Regions from separate parts of the Sus scrofa genome. Here region 2 is linked to region 1. Evidence: chromatin contacts called from public promoter capture Hi-C data. All regions are on one chromosome and are shown on one strand. The core of a region is the stretch at or near the end of the contact, and the rest is flanking DNA. Distances in the headings are between cores, read along the strand shown. Region 1 holds the start of DNAJA1 (DnaJ heat shock protein family (Hsp40) member A1). Region 2 holds the start of LOC110255598.

Region 1 (4,970 bases), core at 1,306-3,805:
CTAACTAGTGATTCTTCCTTCCACAAGGACTTTATCCACCATGAAATACTGCCTTACGTCTAAGTGGGAGAAATTCTCAAACTATCTGATCGACATGAAAAGTAAAGTACCATTACCTTCCTCTTCTAGACCCACCTTTGGCTTCTGTATCACAAATATAATTCTATGTGATTAATTCAGGCATGGTAACAGCTGCCCTTAATTCAGCTTTGTATGTTTCAGAATATAAGAAATAAAGCTTCTAAAATTTAAGGAAAACTTTCGAATTATCACACTTAAAAAATAACCTTTCATTGATCTAATACACACAAAGAAGAGTTTGCCAATCAATTGATTTTGACTGGAAATTGTTTTAAGGTAAGTTTCTTAATATGGCACGTATTTTAGTACAATACAACTGAAGGTAGATTAAACAGAGACCAAGCTTTTTGAAGGCAATGAACCTGTGTTCCAATCCAGACTCTGATGCTGGCTATATGTGACCCTGACAAATATTTAGGATTCTGAACTGTAACTCCCTTCGACTGGGTGTTATTCACTTTTGACTACATCCACTATTGGGGTTGAGGAGTAGGTGTGTAAGTTCTGAAAATCAAAACATATAAAAAGGGTTTTGAAAATTTTATGCTCCTGTAACTTTATTCATTTAATGCTTGACAACTTCAACAAAGTCCTATGTATCTGAAGAGCTTTAGAAACACTCATTTGTTAGCACCCTATTGGCTATTTTTAGTTTCATCCAAACTCATTTTAAAAAACTATCATAAAATGTTTACAGTCAGCTTGCAACATTACACTAACATGTGAACAAGCATTTAATAATATGTGAATTCTCAAGAATTCGCTTTAACCAAATTGGCTAATTTGCTATATGTGGACTAAGTCATTCTTACCTCTCCTTTCTCTCTGCATCCTTCCTCCTCCTCCAAAAAACATATCAAAGATATCCATGGGGGAGCCAAAACCACCACCTGCTCCACCTTCTTTAATTGCCTGTTCTCCTCCTTTATCATATAATTCCCTTTTCTTTGCATCAGAGAGCACTTCGTAAGCTTGAGAAATCTGTTTAAACTGTGTGAGAAAAAAGGGGATAAATTTCACCAAAAAAACTCAACTGTCACAAAGCACAGCCACTGTATTAGACATACTCAATTTCATGTTGTAATGGAAATACCATACACCTGGCAAGAACTACCCAGTTATGTTAAAGTGTGAGTATGGTACTCGCCTTCTCTCCTTCATTTGGATTCTTATCAGGGTGGTACTTCAAGGCCAGTTTCCTGTAAGCCTTTTTCAATTCTTCTTGGGTGGCATTGGGTTTGACCCCCAAAACATCATAGTAAGTGGTTTCTTTCACCATTTTCTACAGCCTGAAATAAAAAAGTTCAATTTTAACTACTTTCAACTGGTAGTTTTAATTAGTAAAAATCAAGAGTTTAGGCAAAGAAATTTGTTCTTTGCCAAATCTGATCATAAGAACATCACCTTCCCTAAATTTCACAGAGACGGTAACAAGTCCTTTGATAATTCAGCCATTAAATTCTAACAGACTAAATATAAGCTAATAATTATCAGGGAATAATTAAGAAACCTCCCATACTACTTTGTTCCCACTTTCCACCTGAAAACCTCCATCTCGATTCTTCCTGTCTCCCCTCCCCATTAATGACAGGGCAGTAAAGACAAGACGCACTAATAGGTTCAGTCCACTGTCATTATCATCTTTGGTAAATCTGATAAACCATACACTTCCTAGAAAAGACGTCTGGGCACAAGGCGGGGAGGAAGCTCCAGAAAGCAAGCTCCCCTCCCCCTCAATCCTGAGACTGTTTCTCAATCACAGGACCTACAGCTTCTCTGCTTTGAACGCCGAACCCCTCTTGCCCCACAAGCCAGCATAGCTTACATGTTCTTAGGTTTCCCCCTGCACTTAGCGCCGAGCGTTGGGCTTCCTTCCTTTCTTCCTCCGACTCAGGAGCGAAGGGGTGGGAGAAGCCCAACCCTCAACAAAGAGAAGGAGGGGAGACCGGAGATGCGAAAACCGCAGCCTCCGCCAAGCTCCTCCCGCAGCCCCTCGCCCCTGGCTCCTCCTGCGCGTGCGCGCAGAATCGCCCCCACCCCCACCCCACCCCCAGCGAGGGCGGGCGGAGGGAAACCCGGAGGCGGCAGATCCTTGGAGACCCCCGGCTAGATAGGCGAGGGGAAAGCTTCTGGAACGGTATCGGGCCCAGCCGTTGCGCACCAGCAAGGGCTGCCGGGACACCCCCATCAATTCTACAGAAAGGGAATCGAGGATACAGGAACCGACAGCCCCGCAGCCCACGCGGAGCCAACCGCCACTTGACCGCGGCTCCATCCCAGTTCCCGGAGCCGCTAATGGCGCAGGCCTGGGGACCAGAGGAAGCGTGAAAGCAGAAACTCACCGGTGAGCGGGCCGAGGCCGATGTGGGGGAGCGGGAAGGAGCGCGTTTCTGTGCGCAGCTCGGGCAGCCGCCGCTCCTCCGCCTCTCACCGAGCGTTCTGGAAAGTTCCGCCCGGCGCGCCGCAACCGTCGTCTTTTGTAGCCGAGTCGCGGCGCGTCACCCGCCGGAAGTCCCACCCCCTCCGGCTGCTGCCACCGCCCCGCGGTTACCTGGGCAACGGCGCGGGGGTGCTCGGAGTGGGAGGGACTCAGCTGAAGGGCCTTGTGGGGGTGGGCTCAAGACTGGGTTCCTGCAGCTCGTAGAACTTTCTGGATCCCCTTCCTCCACCCAGCGGGCCCTAAAGTCTGGAAGTCTTGGGCGGGAACAGGGATTTGCCCAGTAGCGCTGCGATTCCGTTCCGGGCCAACTCAGGATTCACAATCAGGAGAGCCGCCGCCACCGCCGCTTGCTAGAGCTCGGAGAGCTGGGGAACAGGGACGCTGGCCGGGGCGGTGTGCGGTACAGGAATCTCTCAGAACAAAGCCTTGCCGCACCTGCTCTCCGCCGGCGCGTTTGACACCGCTTTTGGCGTCTCTAACCGGTTTAGTTTCTTAGACCTGAGGTTCTGGGAAGCCATGGAGCATGAACTTCTGATCAAGACGGTTGTGGGCTCCTGAACAGTCTCAGGCCTTGGATCTTGCTTTTTTTAACGCGCTGTCCAAAGCCTCGTAATTCACTGAACTGCGAAGTTGGAAGAACCCTCCGTGCAAGTTTTGGCCCCTGTACACACGATATATACTTTGGGCCTTGTAATACGTTGTGCTCAGGCAGCTCTAAACAGGGAAACGTTTGGAATACTTTGGTGCAAACCCAGGGCCTTGGAACCTCTCAGGCCAGGCATTCACCTGGTTTGGCTAGCCTAGGCACAGTAACACCAAGAGTGGCAAACTTTTTTTTTTTAAATAAATGTTATTAGAGTTGACTTATAAACATGTTTCAGGTGTCATCAGTTCACTTGAAATCAGTATATCAGTTATACATATAGCCATTCCTCATCAGATTCTTTTCCTACATAGATTATTACACGGATGGTTTTAATTATTGGACCTAACAATTAAGTTCTACCAGTCTGTGAGTCTGAATCTGTAGTTTGCAAAATGAGTCCTTGGGGCTTTCAGATGTTGAGCCTGGGGCATAATGGCAAATGTGGTCTGTTTTCTTTATTTAATAACAAAACATTGGAGTATCTAGCATCGGAGAAGATGTAAAGTTGAATAAGCTCTGTACACATTTTAGTAGGGAGACGAGAAGTGAACTAACTATAAGGGAAGTGGAAGATAGAGTTCAGCGAGGAAAGATCTTGTATGTTCACTTGATGGAACAGAGAAAGCTCCTTTGGGAAAGTGGCAGTTGAGCTGAGTTTTGAAAGAAGAGGAGTATTCCCAGAAAAGGACAAAGTGCAAGGGAACCTAAGGTTAAGGTGTGAAAGAATATGATGCTTTTAGGAAATTGCAGTTATTTGACTATAGCCAGAGCTAAGAGCTGGAGTGACAGGAGGTGAGGCCTCAGAGGTAGTTGGAGAGCACCTGTTGGTGTATCTTACTCAACTAAGGATTTTGAACTTTACCCTGGAGTTATCCCCAAGCTTATCACCTCAGCCTTATCTCTTTAAGTTGTCACTATCTGCATTTTCCCAAATGCACTTTTTCACCTGTTTTTGCTTGTGCTCCAGCTGACAAACCCTTAACATTTCCAATCTTAGGTGTTGCCATCTCAGATATCACCTCAGGTATAAAGGGCTTTGTTTTGTTTAATCAGCAGTTACTAAAAGTTTAGTACTGGAGTTCCCATTGTGGTTCACCAGGTTAAGAACCCAGCTGGTATCCTTGAGGATGTGGATACATCCCAGGGGACACCTCTCAATGGGTTAAGGATCAGCATTGCTGTGAGCTGTGGTGGCAATTGCAGATTGCTGTGGCTGTGGTGTAGGCTGGCAGCTGCAGCTCCAATTCAACCCCTAGCCTGGGAACTTCCATATGCCTCAGGTACTAACCCCCCCCCCCCACAAAAAAAAGAAAAAATAAAAGTCTAATATTGCCAGGCAGTGAACTAGGGCTTGATAATATAAAAATCACCTAAATTCTTGTCCTGCCCTCAAGGATGAATGCCAATGTTAAGCATATGAGGTAAACATCAGTATGGTGTATATTAAATCACATCAACCAAGATTTTCCACAGTGAATGTTACCATGCTTAGTGTTTCTTAAATGTTACCATGTTTAGTGTTTCTTTTTGCCTGAGGAACCCAAGTGAAATTCATACAAGTATTAGAAAGATGAAAGTGTGATACAAACATGAAGATAGCTTAGAACTAATAACTTATCACTCCAATGGCAAAGTTAGGTGATGCTTAGTTGTCTTAAAAAACATTATTAGAAGTTCCTGCTGGAGTTCCTGTCGTGGTGCATTGGAAACGAATCCGACTAGAAACCATGAGGTTTGGGGTTCTATCCCTGACCTAACTTAGTGGGTTAATGACCTGGCGTTGCCCTGAGCCATGGTGTAGGT
Region 2 (4,970 bases), core at 1,521-4,020, 560 kb after region 1:
ATGAGGGTAGAAGAATTTTAAGATTTTGCAACAGCAGCCAGGTCATGCACATTACTAAAAAGACACAACAAATACTTTCTTGTTAGTTTATACAGTTGAAAATGAAGATGCTTACTCCTAGAAGAGGGAAAAAAAAGAGTTTGAGGAAATGTTTAAATGAAACAAGACTCTGGCCAAATGTTAATGCTCATAATTGTTGAAGCTGGGGATTTAGACTCTCCACTTTGTGTGTCTGAAATTTTCCATTAAAAATGGCTTGAAAAGATATGAAGGCTGGAGTTCCCGTTGTGGCTCAGCGGAAACGAATCTGACTAGCATCCATGAGGACACAGGTTCGATCCCTGGCCTTGCTCAGTGGGTTAAGGATCCGGCGTTGCCATCAGCTGTGGTGTAGATCGGTGTAGCTCGCAGATGTGGCTCAGATCTGGTGTAGCTACAGCTTGGATGTGACCCTTAGCCTGGGAACCTCCATATGCTGTGGGTGCAGCCCTAAAAAGACAAAAAAAAAAAAAAAAAAAAGAAGAAGAAATGAGGCCATTCGGTTTGGGGAGAGGGTCAGCTGACGGCTTCTCAGGTGAGGGTGCTACTCTGATAAAGGACTTTCTAATCTCTAGGTCGCTTGGAGGGAGAAGGCAGGGCTGAGGTTGGAGCTGACTCTACAGGGGGAAGAAGACACTGCTCAGTGTGATTTAGGTGCATGGGTCCTGTTTTTTCTGTTTTCAGGTTATAAAAGCAATACACAAATGCATGCCTCTCACTCCATACTTCTTTCTCCGCCTCCCACTGAAGAAAGGGAGTAAGTAGCATGGGCCTATTCAGGGCTCTGGTGGTTAAGTCAAGCTAAGAAAAATGAAGGCAACTATGTTGTCCTCGGTGTACAAGTAACCATAGGGGTTGTTTTTCGTCATATCAAGTGTGACGCTTGCTTAGTACTTACTAGAAAGTATTAATAAGCAAAGCGAAGAACATCTAAAAACACACTGAACCCACAACCAAGAGAAAAATCACTCAGCGTTTGGCGCAGCTTTCGCCTCTGTCCACGCATGTGCAGATCTGTATGTACATGCACAAACTTTCTCTCCTCATAGCAACAGGAACACAGGGAAAGAGTCTTGGATAACATGTTTTTCAGTTTCACTGTGTTGTATGACATTTCATGGAGCAGCATTTTATAACATCAGTTTAAGGGCTGCATCATAATCCATTAAAGAATACTCCTTTCTGGTACTTCTAACCTTGGGCAGGGGTTTATGGCAGACAATACTGTTCAATAAACTGTTTTGCTCTGGGAGGGCTCTTTCTCTCCATATTATTTTGAGTTAATATGTACTAGTATCATATACGTCCGTTCAGAAATGTGATGGGACAATTCAAGTCATTTGTTTTATCAGGAGAGAGGAAGTGATGAGAACATTCTTACCAGAGAAATGATCCTTTAAAAAGTATAGGTTGTTGGGATTTTAGGTTTTTGTTTTCTCTGTTTTCAGGTGGTAAAAGCAATACACGAATGCTGCAAGCTAGGCAGACATGTGATATTACAAAGAGTAACAGGTTCCTTCCATGGACTCTGGATACCACTGCCTGGAACTGGCTACTGTTAATAGTTTGGTATGCCTGTCTTCCACATATTTATAAGGCTACATATATGTGTGAACAAGAAGCCAAGGAAATGATCCAGTGAGGGATCACACCTACCACACACCAGCAGGCAGGACAGACACTGGATTCTGGCAGGGGCTAGGAAAGGGCCACTCACAGGGACATAGCTCTGAAAGTGCAAAGTGAAGGAGCCCCAAGATTGGGGGGATCATATTCCAATAAACTCCAGGCCACACAGCCACTCACAGAAATGAACATGGAGGAAAGGAAGGCAAAAACATGCCTCCCTGTTCTTTTGGAAATGAACTTCTCAACTTGCACAAACTCCTCCACACTTGGCCCCGGCTCCCCATCGGCAGGTCTCTGAAGGCACAGGTCCTGTGTGCCACATGACTGCCACAATCTGGACACGCACGGCTCAGCTCTGCAGGCAGCCAGAGGCATCTGAGAGCCCTGCCGGTTTCCAGAGTGAGGTCAGGCTTGGCTGAACCTACCAGAGGTTAACACTGTCCACACAGGGGGTGGTGTGTGTTCCCATTCAGAGAAAGATCACAAATAAGCGGGTCTAAAGCCCGGTGAAGTGACTAAAGCCTCTGAAGCATTTCCTTAGACCAGTGGTTCTCAAAGTGTGGTACTGGGGACCCAAGAGAGCCACGTGGTCAAAACCATTTCATTATAATACCAAGATGCTATTTGCTATCCTCGCTCTCACATTTTCAGGAGTCTACAGTGCAGTTTTCCAGAGGCTACATCACATGTAATAGTGCAACAGTCTGAATGCAGAAGCAGATGTAGGAATCTAGCTGCTGTCTATTACACCTGACATTAAAGAGATTTGCAAAAATACAATACAATGCCACTCTTCCCATTAAGATTCCGTTTTGAAAAGAATGGTTATTTTCATGAAAATATATCAACATATAATACATCCATTATTATTTTTAACTGAATTTCTAAATAAACATTTCTGTTTTAGTTATGTATGGTACATATACATATAACCCACATAAACCAAAGTCCTAAGTAAAGGGGTTTTTGACTCCTTCCCCCAAAGTTTGAGAACGGCTATCCTAGAGGCTGTCCAGACTCCCTACCCCCACCCGGGAACACCCTCACCCTACCTCCTCACACCACCCCCTGAGGAGGGTTCTAAGTGTGGCAGGGAGGGAGGATGGGCCATTCTAAAGTGCTGGCTGAATTAGGAAAGGCTGCCTGTGCTCCTTCCTGGATCTCTGAATCCAATAGGACGGGCTCTGTGCCCACCCCTTCCACGAGGGTCTCTTCCCCCTCCATTTTCATTTCAGCAGTTAGTGTGGACTCCCCATCTGTGCCCTCCTCAGTGCGGATTTCCCTATCTGGCCACCCGCAGCTCCGTGAGAGGCGCACACCCTCTTTGGGGTTAGGACTTCCCAGATCAGCCCGAACTGTCTCAACGTGGATTCTTCCGGCGGCCCGAACAGTCCAGGCAAATAAGGCTGAGGGGAGCCATTTCCCTGTCCTCCGCGCGGCACAATCTGGGGACAGGGCGAGGGGTCAGTCCCCAGGAACTAGTCCCCGATTCTCCCCTCGGCCTTCCCCGGATCCTCGCCCCGGGCCACCTTGTGCGCTGCAGCCGGGCGCCGGGAAGGTGCCCGGGTGCCGCGGGCTCGCACCCACCCCGCCTGGGCCGGAGCGGGCAGCGCTCTGGCCTGGGGACGTCAGTCGGGCCGCGTAGTACTCACCGGTACTGCACGGCAGGGTCTGACGGGCGGCCCGGCACCAGGCTGCGGGGCGCTCCAGTGCGCTGCTTGGTTCCAGCCGCTGCCTCCGAGCGCCTCCCTCTGTCGCCCTCGGGCCACCGGCCGAGGGGCGGAGCCGGGGCGGGGCGATGGTGGGGTGGCCGGTGCCCGACTAGGACCCGAGGCCCGAGGGGCGGGGTGGGGCGGGGCCTGTAGGCTGCGGGAGACCTCGCCCCCGCACGCCGGAGGGAGGGTGGCTAGAGGTCGCTGGCCGGAAGCTGTCTCCGGCCAGGATCCTCCTCCGCGGGCCCAGGGCCTGGGACACGCTCTCTATGGGGAGTGGAGTGTGACTGCCCGGCTCGCTAGAAAGTAAGCCCAAGGCGCGGGGAAGAAATGCTGCATTTTAAAATGATTTGGCCGTCTCGGTGGAGGCTTCATTATCTGGCGCCCTGGTACCTGCGGTCACCTCCCCTCTCTTTCCTTTTGCCCCCACCCCCACCCCTGTCTTTAATGACTTGCAAAGCACGCTGAATGACTTGCGGGGACTTCAAAGTTTCCATGATTACGAATGCAGAGTTTAAACGTTAATTTTTTTATTTTATTTATTTATTTTTTAATGTGTAACAACACTTCCTAATGCAGGCTGTTCACTTCTCAGAAGTCAGAGACATGGCCGAGTTGACACTGAGTGGGTTTTTTTGTCTGCACCGGCTTTGATATGTTGCTTGGAGTTGCGCCTGCTCAGGCAAAGGTGGATGATTAGGTCTTTCTAGATGAAAGGTGAGATATTCTTGCCCAGTTTATATAGAGAGTGATTATAGTTTTCTGTCTTGAGTTTCTGAATAAAAGGATGAATAAATAATAACTAATACTGATTCCGGCTGCTACCAGTTACCATGTACTTACTCTGCCAGGGCCCTGTGATGCATATGTTATTCAGTTCATTTCTTCCAATTGCCCCATAAAGGGAGAAATATGACCTTGTTTTGCAGACATGAAATGTTCCTTAGCTGGGATTCAGTCCCCAGGGATTTCTGACTCTTAAGCCCCATTTCATCATGCTGCACGGTAGGCTATAGCTGTCCCCTACTTAAATTTTATATTTAAATATAAAAGGTTATCTTTAATTTTGAAAGAGGACATATCCCTTTTATTTCCAGTATGGGAGAAGACTTTTTTCTCACCCACTTTCTAAAGTCCTTTCATTCACTTTCATTGAACAAACTCCAACCTGAGGAGTTCCCATTGTAGCTTACTGGGTCATGAACCCAAACAGTGTCCATGAGGACTTGCGTTCAATCCCTGGCCTCGTTCAGTGGACTAAGGATCTGGCGTTGCTGCCTTGAGCTGTGGTATAGGTTGCATATACCACTTGGATCTAGGTGTAGGCAGCTGTAGCTCCTATTCGACCCCCAGCCTGGGAATGAGTGTGGCCCTAAAAAGGAAAAAAAAGAAAAAGCTACATTCATAACAAGGAAAGGCAGTTCTTGGGCTCATCTTAGCCTCCCACAAATATCCAACTGCCACCCCTTTCCATGCCAGTCATAGTCTTAATTTTTATGCCCTCTTTCTTACTGAGTGCCTTAATTCCTGAGCTGCCTTCGCAGGAAACCAGGATCCCCTGGCCATCTGCTTTACAATTAAGCACCAATC

Evidence for each region. Promoter capture Hi-C pulls out the DNA fragments that hold promoters and counts their contacts.
Region 2: a contact with region 1 is called in a promoter capture Hi-C map of liver, with 4 times the contacts expected there. The contact joins the promoter of LOC110255598 here to the promoter of DNAJA1 in region 1. A contact is called at or near these places in 1 of 5 promoter capture datasets (liver), 3 of 47 Hi-C or Micro-C datasets (heart right ventricle, liver and skeletal muscle) and 1 of 2 datasets of contacts at active chromatin or transcription factors (alveolar macrophages).

The regions. Positions count from the first base shown.
Region 1 is chr10:33,443,001-33,447,970 of Sscrofa11.1, forward strand. DNAJA1 (DnaJ heat shock protein family (Hsp40) member A1) reads right to left here and starts at 2,556. Exons shown (of 9, transcript NM_001244163.1): 1 at 2,424-2,556; 2 at 1,229-1,370; 3 at 894-1,071. The coding sequence starts at 1,360.
Region 2 is chr10:33,998,436-34,003,405 of Sscrofa11.1, forward strand. It overlaps LOC110255598, which reads left to right and starts at 2,771. Exons shown (of 3, transcript XM_021064275.1): 1 at 2,771-3,131; 2 at 3,212-3,686. The coding sequence starts at 2,771. It overlaps ACO1 (cytoplasmic aconitate hydratase), which reads right to left and starts at 3,460. Exons shown (of 21, transcript XM_003357729.3): 1 at 3,321-3,460.